Linked DNA regions of Mus musculus: region 2 is linked to region 1. A link is a contact called in public Hi-C data. All regions are on one chromosome and are shown on one strand. The core of a region is the stretch at or near the end of the contact, and the rest is flanking DNA. Distances in the headings are between cores, read along the strand shown. Region 1 holds the start of Abi3 (ABI gene family, member 3). Region 2 overlaps Skap1 (src family associated phosphoprotein 1).

Region 1 (3,118 bases), core at 543-3,042:
CATCCTCCTCGTGGCTCACAACCACCTATAACCCCAGTTCCAGGGGGTTCAATGCCCTCTCCTGACCTCTTCTGTGAGAACCAGGGATACACGTGGTACAGTGTATCCATGCAAGCCAAACATTCATACATATGAAATAAAAAAAGACAATAACGCACGGAAAACATTCGTACTGCCTGGAGCCTAGTGACCAGGGCACATTTCTTCGTCTTCTTATTTCCGACAATAACATTATTACCATCAAAACTCCAGGCAACCATGAGAGAGCCAGCCTGGTGCTTAAACTGAGTCATGCTAAAACTAGATCCCAGCCCAGTGCCCCAAGGCCTCCTTACCTGTTAGAGCTCTCTCCAGATCACCGGTCCAGGACCCAGACACAATGGTGTTTGAACTTCCTAGCGCCTCATCAGCTGAGAAATCTTCAGATGAAACAGATGGTTGGCAAAGCCAAATCTCTGCTGCCTAAGCTGATCATGAGCTCAGGGTGCTAAGTCCTGATTCTAGCTGAGCCTCCCAGTCAGTCCTCCGCTCATCCACAGCAGACACTAACGTTCTAAAACAGGCCATCTCCATTGTGGGCCCCCGGAGCAAACTCCATCAGCCTCTCTCCTTTAGTGACCACACCCCTTCTCCCCGCCCCACAGCTTCCCTCTAGCCTACTGCCCCACTAGCCTGTCTCTCTCCATCACAAAGCCTGCTCCAAGCCTGCTCCTCCCCATGCCAACAGCTCCTAGCTTTCTCCCTCCTGAAGCCCCCTGTGCTTTCCATTAGTGGGTTCCATAATTTCACTGCACAAGGGTCTTCAGGCTCACTCTGCATTCACTCCATAAAGACACACCCTCAGTTCCAATGCTCAACAGTTAGTATCCAGTGGCCGTGTCCACCCTAATGCCATGTCTTTTGCTTCTTGGCCTCCGTGTCCTCCCTGGAGTGTGGAACTCCCTTCTCTTCAGTCCCCGACACTCCCCTTACAGCCTGCTCCTTCCCTTCGCCTCTCCCAGGACCACCTGACACCACTATGACATTTAGCAGAGCTCTGGCTGACATTTGTCCAATAGCAAGGGACATTCTTGAGGAAATGTTAAGGAACCAGTGTGGTTAGAGAGGTTCCTCTTCTGCCAGGAGGATGACAGACTGGGAGGGGGAGGGGCTCTGTAAAGCCATCCCAGATGCAGAATCAAATCCCCCCCACTCACATCTGGGACCTCCTTGAACTCAAGCTTAAGACAGAACCATTGGACTTTCCAACTCCTGGTTAACGCACTCAGCGCTCTGTTCACCAGCGCTGCCTCCAGCCCACACATCCATCTGGACCAGTGTTGTCTCACATCCAAGGCCTTCCTGTTGCTGATCCGAGTCCCTGTACTAGTTATTTGGTCAATTTCACCTTCTCCTACCATCATTAGGCACAAATACTGGTCACAGGACTTCCTACCTGACCCTTCACAGGCTTGCCCACAGTTATTCAGCAACTCTAGCTGTGTCTTCCTGGTGTCTAACCCTGATTCTTCTTGCTGCTGCGGGAGCTGTTTACCACTGGAGCTGTACTGCCAGCCCAGCCCCACCCCCCCCCCCCCAGTATGACTTATCTCCATATCCTATCCACCCTCCACTCCCCAATCCCGTGGTGACTCATCCCAAGCTTCCCAAGGAAGCCCCCACCCTCTGCCCTTTCCTCCCCTCTTCCATGAGTGGAAAATCCACCCCCATAGCAGGCCAGCCCCTTCCTCCTGTCTCTACTACCCCATCCCCCCATCAACTAGCTTCCTCTCCAGGACCAGGGAGCAATCACAGATGCCCCGACCTTGGCTTCCTTTGCTTGGTGAGATTGAGAGACCGAGCCCCCAACAGGCCCCTGGTTTCCCCCTTCTCCTGAGCAGGGTACAGAGAGGCCCAGGCCCAGGGCCCAGGGTCTGACTTCCTCTTGTCCCGGAATGAGCATGCCTACCCCTTTACAGGCAGGTTTGAGTCTCTCACGCAGAGGAAACCAAAAGCAGAGGGAGGGAAGGCAGAGCGGCCAATCAGGGGCAGGGTGAGGCTCAAAACCCAGCAGGCTCCCCAGGGAACCCCACCGAGGCCAAGCCATGGCGGAGCTGCAGCAGTTACAGCAGCTGCAGGAGTTTGATATCCCCACGGGCCGGGAGGCTCTGCGGGGCAACCACAGCGCCCTGCTACGGGTGGCCAACTACTGCGAGGATAACTACTTGCAGGTAAGTGGAGATGGCTCAGGTCAGGATACACCTCACAGGGACCTGCAGCATAGTCCCTCTGGTAGGGTCATCTGACAGGTATCTGTTCCTGCCTTGGCTGAGCAATCTTCAGGCTTCAACGCAATCCCCAAGCTTCCTAAAAGCCATAGCCCTTGTTCTCGGGCCATAGCCTCAGAGGTAGAGGGTATGTGTATAACGCTGTATCTATAATCGATTCTCACACCTTACCTCTCACAGGTGCCGGGACTGTCTTTAAGCTGGCTCTAGGGGAACCAGAACACTTCCCACTCACGGGAAAGGGGTTTGTCCCTTGATGTTTGAGGGGGAACAGAGGAGAGTCGGAGCAGACCCTGAGGAAAGAACGCGGTGTGGTGCAGAGGCAGGGGACTCCCAGTCTGGCTGCTGGGAAATGAGAGGCACTGTAGAGCAGCCGCAGACCTTTCCACAATGTGTGGATTTTGAGACAGCGTCTCACTGTGTGGCCTCCGCTGCCTTAGAGTTCACTGTAGTCCAGGCTGACCTTGAGTTCACTGTTGCCCAGGCTGCCCTTGAGTTCATTGTAGCCCAGGCTGGCCTCAGATTTACAATCCTCCTGTCTCAGCCTTCCCTCAGTGCTGGGACTACAGGCTCCCACCACCTCACCTGGCCATTGTTTGTGTCAAGTCGTTTTGTTTCAGTTTCTAAGGCATTGGGAGGGGAGCCCAGGGCTGTCTGGGAAAACCTCTTCTGCTGAGCTAAGCTCCACTCCACCCTGGAGTAGTCTTGCTCATATAACATTGACTCCTGGGGAAGGAAGATGGGCAGAGAGGACTTTATGATTGCCCACCCTCACAGCCACCATGTGAAACAAAGACTATAATTCCTGTAGATGAATGCGAAAACAGCAGTGTGTGTGTGTGTGTGTGTGT
Region 2 (3,195 bases), core at 511-3,010, 800 kb before region 1:
AGTCTCAGGGAGGTGCAGGTGGGATTGGCTTACACTCTGTTGTCAGGGAGTGTACTGGATAAATGTGGGACTGGACTCCCTGGTCTATTCAACATTACAAGGCCTGGGAAACAAGCTTAGCATATGTATTGGAGGAACTTCTGTTGGTAGAAAATCAAGGCTCAGCTCTTGCATTACGGTATTTGTGTTCTCACAAGGCTCTTAGTGCAGTGTCGGTATTAAGAGCATGGAGGGGACATGACCACCCAAGAGTCCCACTTTGAGAATTGCCTCTACCTGAGCGCTACTGCAAAGTGTAGCTGGTCGTACACTGTAACCTCCCAGTCGTCAGGTAGTCAGTTACAGAGCTGAAACTCATTCATACAACTCAACTGCAGTGTCTTCCATTTAAAAATATTACTGTGGAGTTCGCTGGAGGTGCCCAGGCCACCTTGTTCTCTCACCTTCCAACCTCTCCCTGCTCCCAGTGAAAATGAAGATAGGATCTTAGAGCTTACTCTGTACACACAGAAGTCCACCTGCCTCTGATTCTCTAGTGCTGAGATTAAAGTCGTGCGCCACCACTGCCTGGCTGAAGATAGGATCTAAAGGACACACGTAAGCTCAGTAGGGGGTGATTTAACTTCAAACAAAAAGTTTCCCCTTCTATTCTGTAAATCAGACAAACTCATGAATCTCTCTCTCTCTCTCTCTCTCGTGTGTGTGTGTGTGTGTGTGTGAGAGAGAGAGAGAGAGAGAGAGAGAATGAAATTTAGCAAACACCATGTTTTAGACATGGGATCTTTAAAAGGAAAGAAATCCTGGTTTTGCAACAGGGGAAAGAAATCACATTGAACTGATTCATCGATACCCACTCAAATAATGCCACTGGAGCTAAAGACTTTGATTTACACGTACTGTGTTGATTATTTGAGCAATTTAATATAAAATTTCATCTGTACTAATGGGCCTAGGGGAAGCACAAATAAAACCAAAGAAAGATAGTCATTCTGCAGTAAACTGGAAGTCTGATTAATATACAGAAAACACAGGTTTCAGCGGCGAGTGAGCAGTTGAGTAATAAGACAACTCCTACATTTTGGGCACTTCCACAAATGAATTGCCATCTCTAGACACTCCTAACCTGGATGGCTATAAGGAAGGGGTTAATCTTGCTTATATTACGTTTATAAGAGTTTTGATCTGAGCAGATACTGCCTCTGTTGGCTTCAAGGGTTTCTTTCTGTAGAAGAAAAAAGTTGAGAGGCAGGAAAGTATGAAAGGTAAATGAAAGTTAAGAAGCAAGGAATTAACTATATGAAAGTTATTCTTTCTCCCCACCGGCCAAGAAGTCAAGCCAGCGTCACTCTAGTTAAAACAGGGTTTGGTAATGCTTAGCCTAACCGCCCCACAGCGGCCAGCATTAATATGGCCGTGCTCTCATGGTAGTTAGCAGTCAAAGAGGCAGCAGGATGCGGGTGGCTTTCCTGGATCCACACAGTCAGCTCCAAGGAAGCCTTTCTCCAGCTTGAGTCACAAACCATCAAAACTGCCCCATCCCCACATTCCAGAAACAAAGTCTTTCCTTCCTCATCACCCCCTAAACAAAGGGGACAACAGCGCGTGTTGGGTGGGAACATCTTGAAATAAGCTATCACTGCCCAAATGGAAGGAAGTCACAAGGGGAGGCTGACGCCATAAAGGCAGGTCTATCCTATTGAAACCAGCAGATGGGGTCATAAACACTTCCTTCTCCTGCTAACAGCCACCAGTCAGCTTCATCTTTAGCTGCAGCTTCCTGTCAGGTCATAAATACCTCTCACTCAAGCCCCTGCTCACAGCTGGGCCTGGCCAGGCAAGTAGACTTCCTGTTAAAGCCAACAGAAGTGGATGGGAAGAAAGGAAGCTGGTGCGGATGGCAGTTGTATGTATTAAAGGAAGCTTGGGAACCCAAACGCTTAGCAACGGCCAGGAAGATGCACTTAGAGGAAGATGTGACCCCAGAGAACATGGGTCAGGGGGTTTGTTTAAGATTACACGTGCGCACACAGTAAAAGAGCTGAAGAGCATTGTGGGCTTGAAGAGCAGTGATTCTCAACCTGTGGGTCGTGACCCCCTTGGGAGGGGTGTCACATATTGGATATCCTGCATATCAGATGTTTACGGTGTGATTCATAACAGTAGAAAAATTACAGTTATGAAGTAGCAATGGAAATAGTTTTACAGTTGAGGGGGGGGTCACCACAACACGAGGCACTGTATTAAAGGGTCGCAGCCGCAGGAAGGCTGAGAACCGCTGGCTGCCGTAGAGCTTCCCTAGAGGCTACGAGGAGTCCCCTCATTTGTCTTTGATTCTGGATCCCTGAGCACATATAGGAAGAATGTAAGCACAGTTTTGGAATAAAGCCCTTTGTTTATGCCAGAGCTGGAGAAAGAGTGTAGCCTTCACTTTCTGAATTTGGGCACAGATGGAGGTGTGACCCTTTGACTCGGTCCTTCTTGGAGACAGTTTCATTCTTGTGGAAGCACCTGCCCGAGGGATGATTGGCAGCTCTGAGAGTCTCACAGGATACAACGAGAGAAGACAGTTCCCCAGTTGGCTACAGTAACTGTCCTTCTTGAATTTCAGAGATATTTACCATTTCCCAAAAGTAATTTAAGTGTTCATAAAGCTTATCCTACACTCTGATTTTTAAATTTTGATCCTATTTTCACATTTGTCTATTATTTATTTACTTATGGGGTAGCTGTTCTCCCCTCCCACGTGAGTTTCCAGGATCAAAAAATCAGGTTTCTGGGCAGGTGCTTTGCCCACTGGGCCACTTTGCTGGCCCTTGTTTCATCAGTTTTGAGACAGGCTCTTGTTATGTGGTCCATAGATCAGGCTAGCCCAGAACTTACTATGCAGCTTAGACTGACACATGAGGACCCTCCTGTTTCCATTTCCAAAGCAAGCGTTAGAACTACAAGCATACAGTGTCATGTCCAGCTTCTTTATTTTAATTTTCTTCAGCCCTTGTACTTGCTAGGCAGGCATTCTACCACTGAGCTAAAGACCCAGCTTTAAATTATTTTCTAAAAGCAGCACACACTTTTTATTCTTTTTTTTTTCCAAGGTTTCTCTATGTAGCCCTGGCTGTCCTGGAACCCACTCTGTAGACCAGGCTGGCCTCGAACTCAGAAATCCGCCTGCCTCTGCCTCCCGAGTGCCGGGAT

What was found. Hi-C and Micro-C count contacts between places; a contact is called where the count stands out from the background.
Region 2: a Hi-C map of pre-B cells shows a contact between it and region 1, with 6 times the contacts expected there. The contact joins the enhancer-like site here to the promoter of Abi3 in region 1. A contact is called at or near these places in 2 of 39 promoter capture datasets (both in the C10 cell line), 2 of 484 Hi-C or Micro-C datasets (the C10 cell line and pre-B cells) and 1 of 115 datasets of contacts at active chromatin or transcription factors (embryonic forebrain).

What each region holds. Positions count from the first base shown.
Region 1 is chr11:95,841,113-95,844,230 of GRCm38.p6, reverse strand. Abi3 (ABI gene family, member 3) reads left to right here and starts at 1,792. Exons shown (of 8, transcript NM_025659.4): 1 at 1,792-2,210. The coding sequence starts at 2,085. It overlaps Gngt2 (guanine nucleotide binding protein (G protein), gamma transducing activity polypeptide 2), which reads right to left and starts at 1,563. Exons shown (of 4, transcript NM_001038664.2): 1 at 1,436-1,563; 2 at 336-419.
Region 2 is chr11:96,641,211-96,644,405 of GRCm38.p6, reverse strand. All of the region lies in intron 4 of Skap1 (src family associated phosphoprotein 1), which reads right to left. Among named protein-coding and RNA genes, the nearest start is that of Gm38960, 100 kb to the right of the region's middle. Within about 2 kb of position 1,760, at least 46 of the 459 cell types and tissues checked have an H3K27ac peak or open chromatin away from gene starts, as enhancers often do. A contact at or near this core is called in pre-B cells, where this site is marked.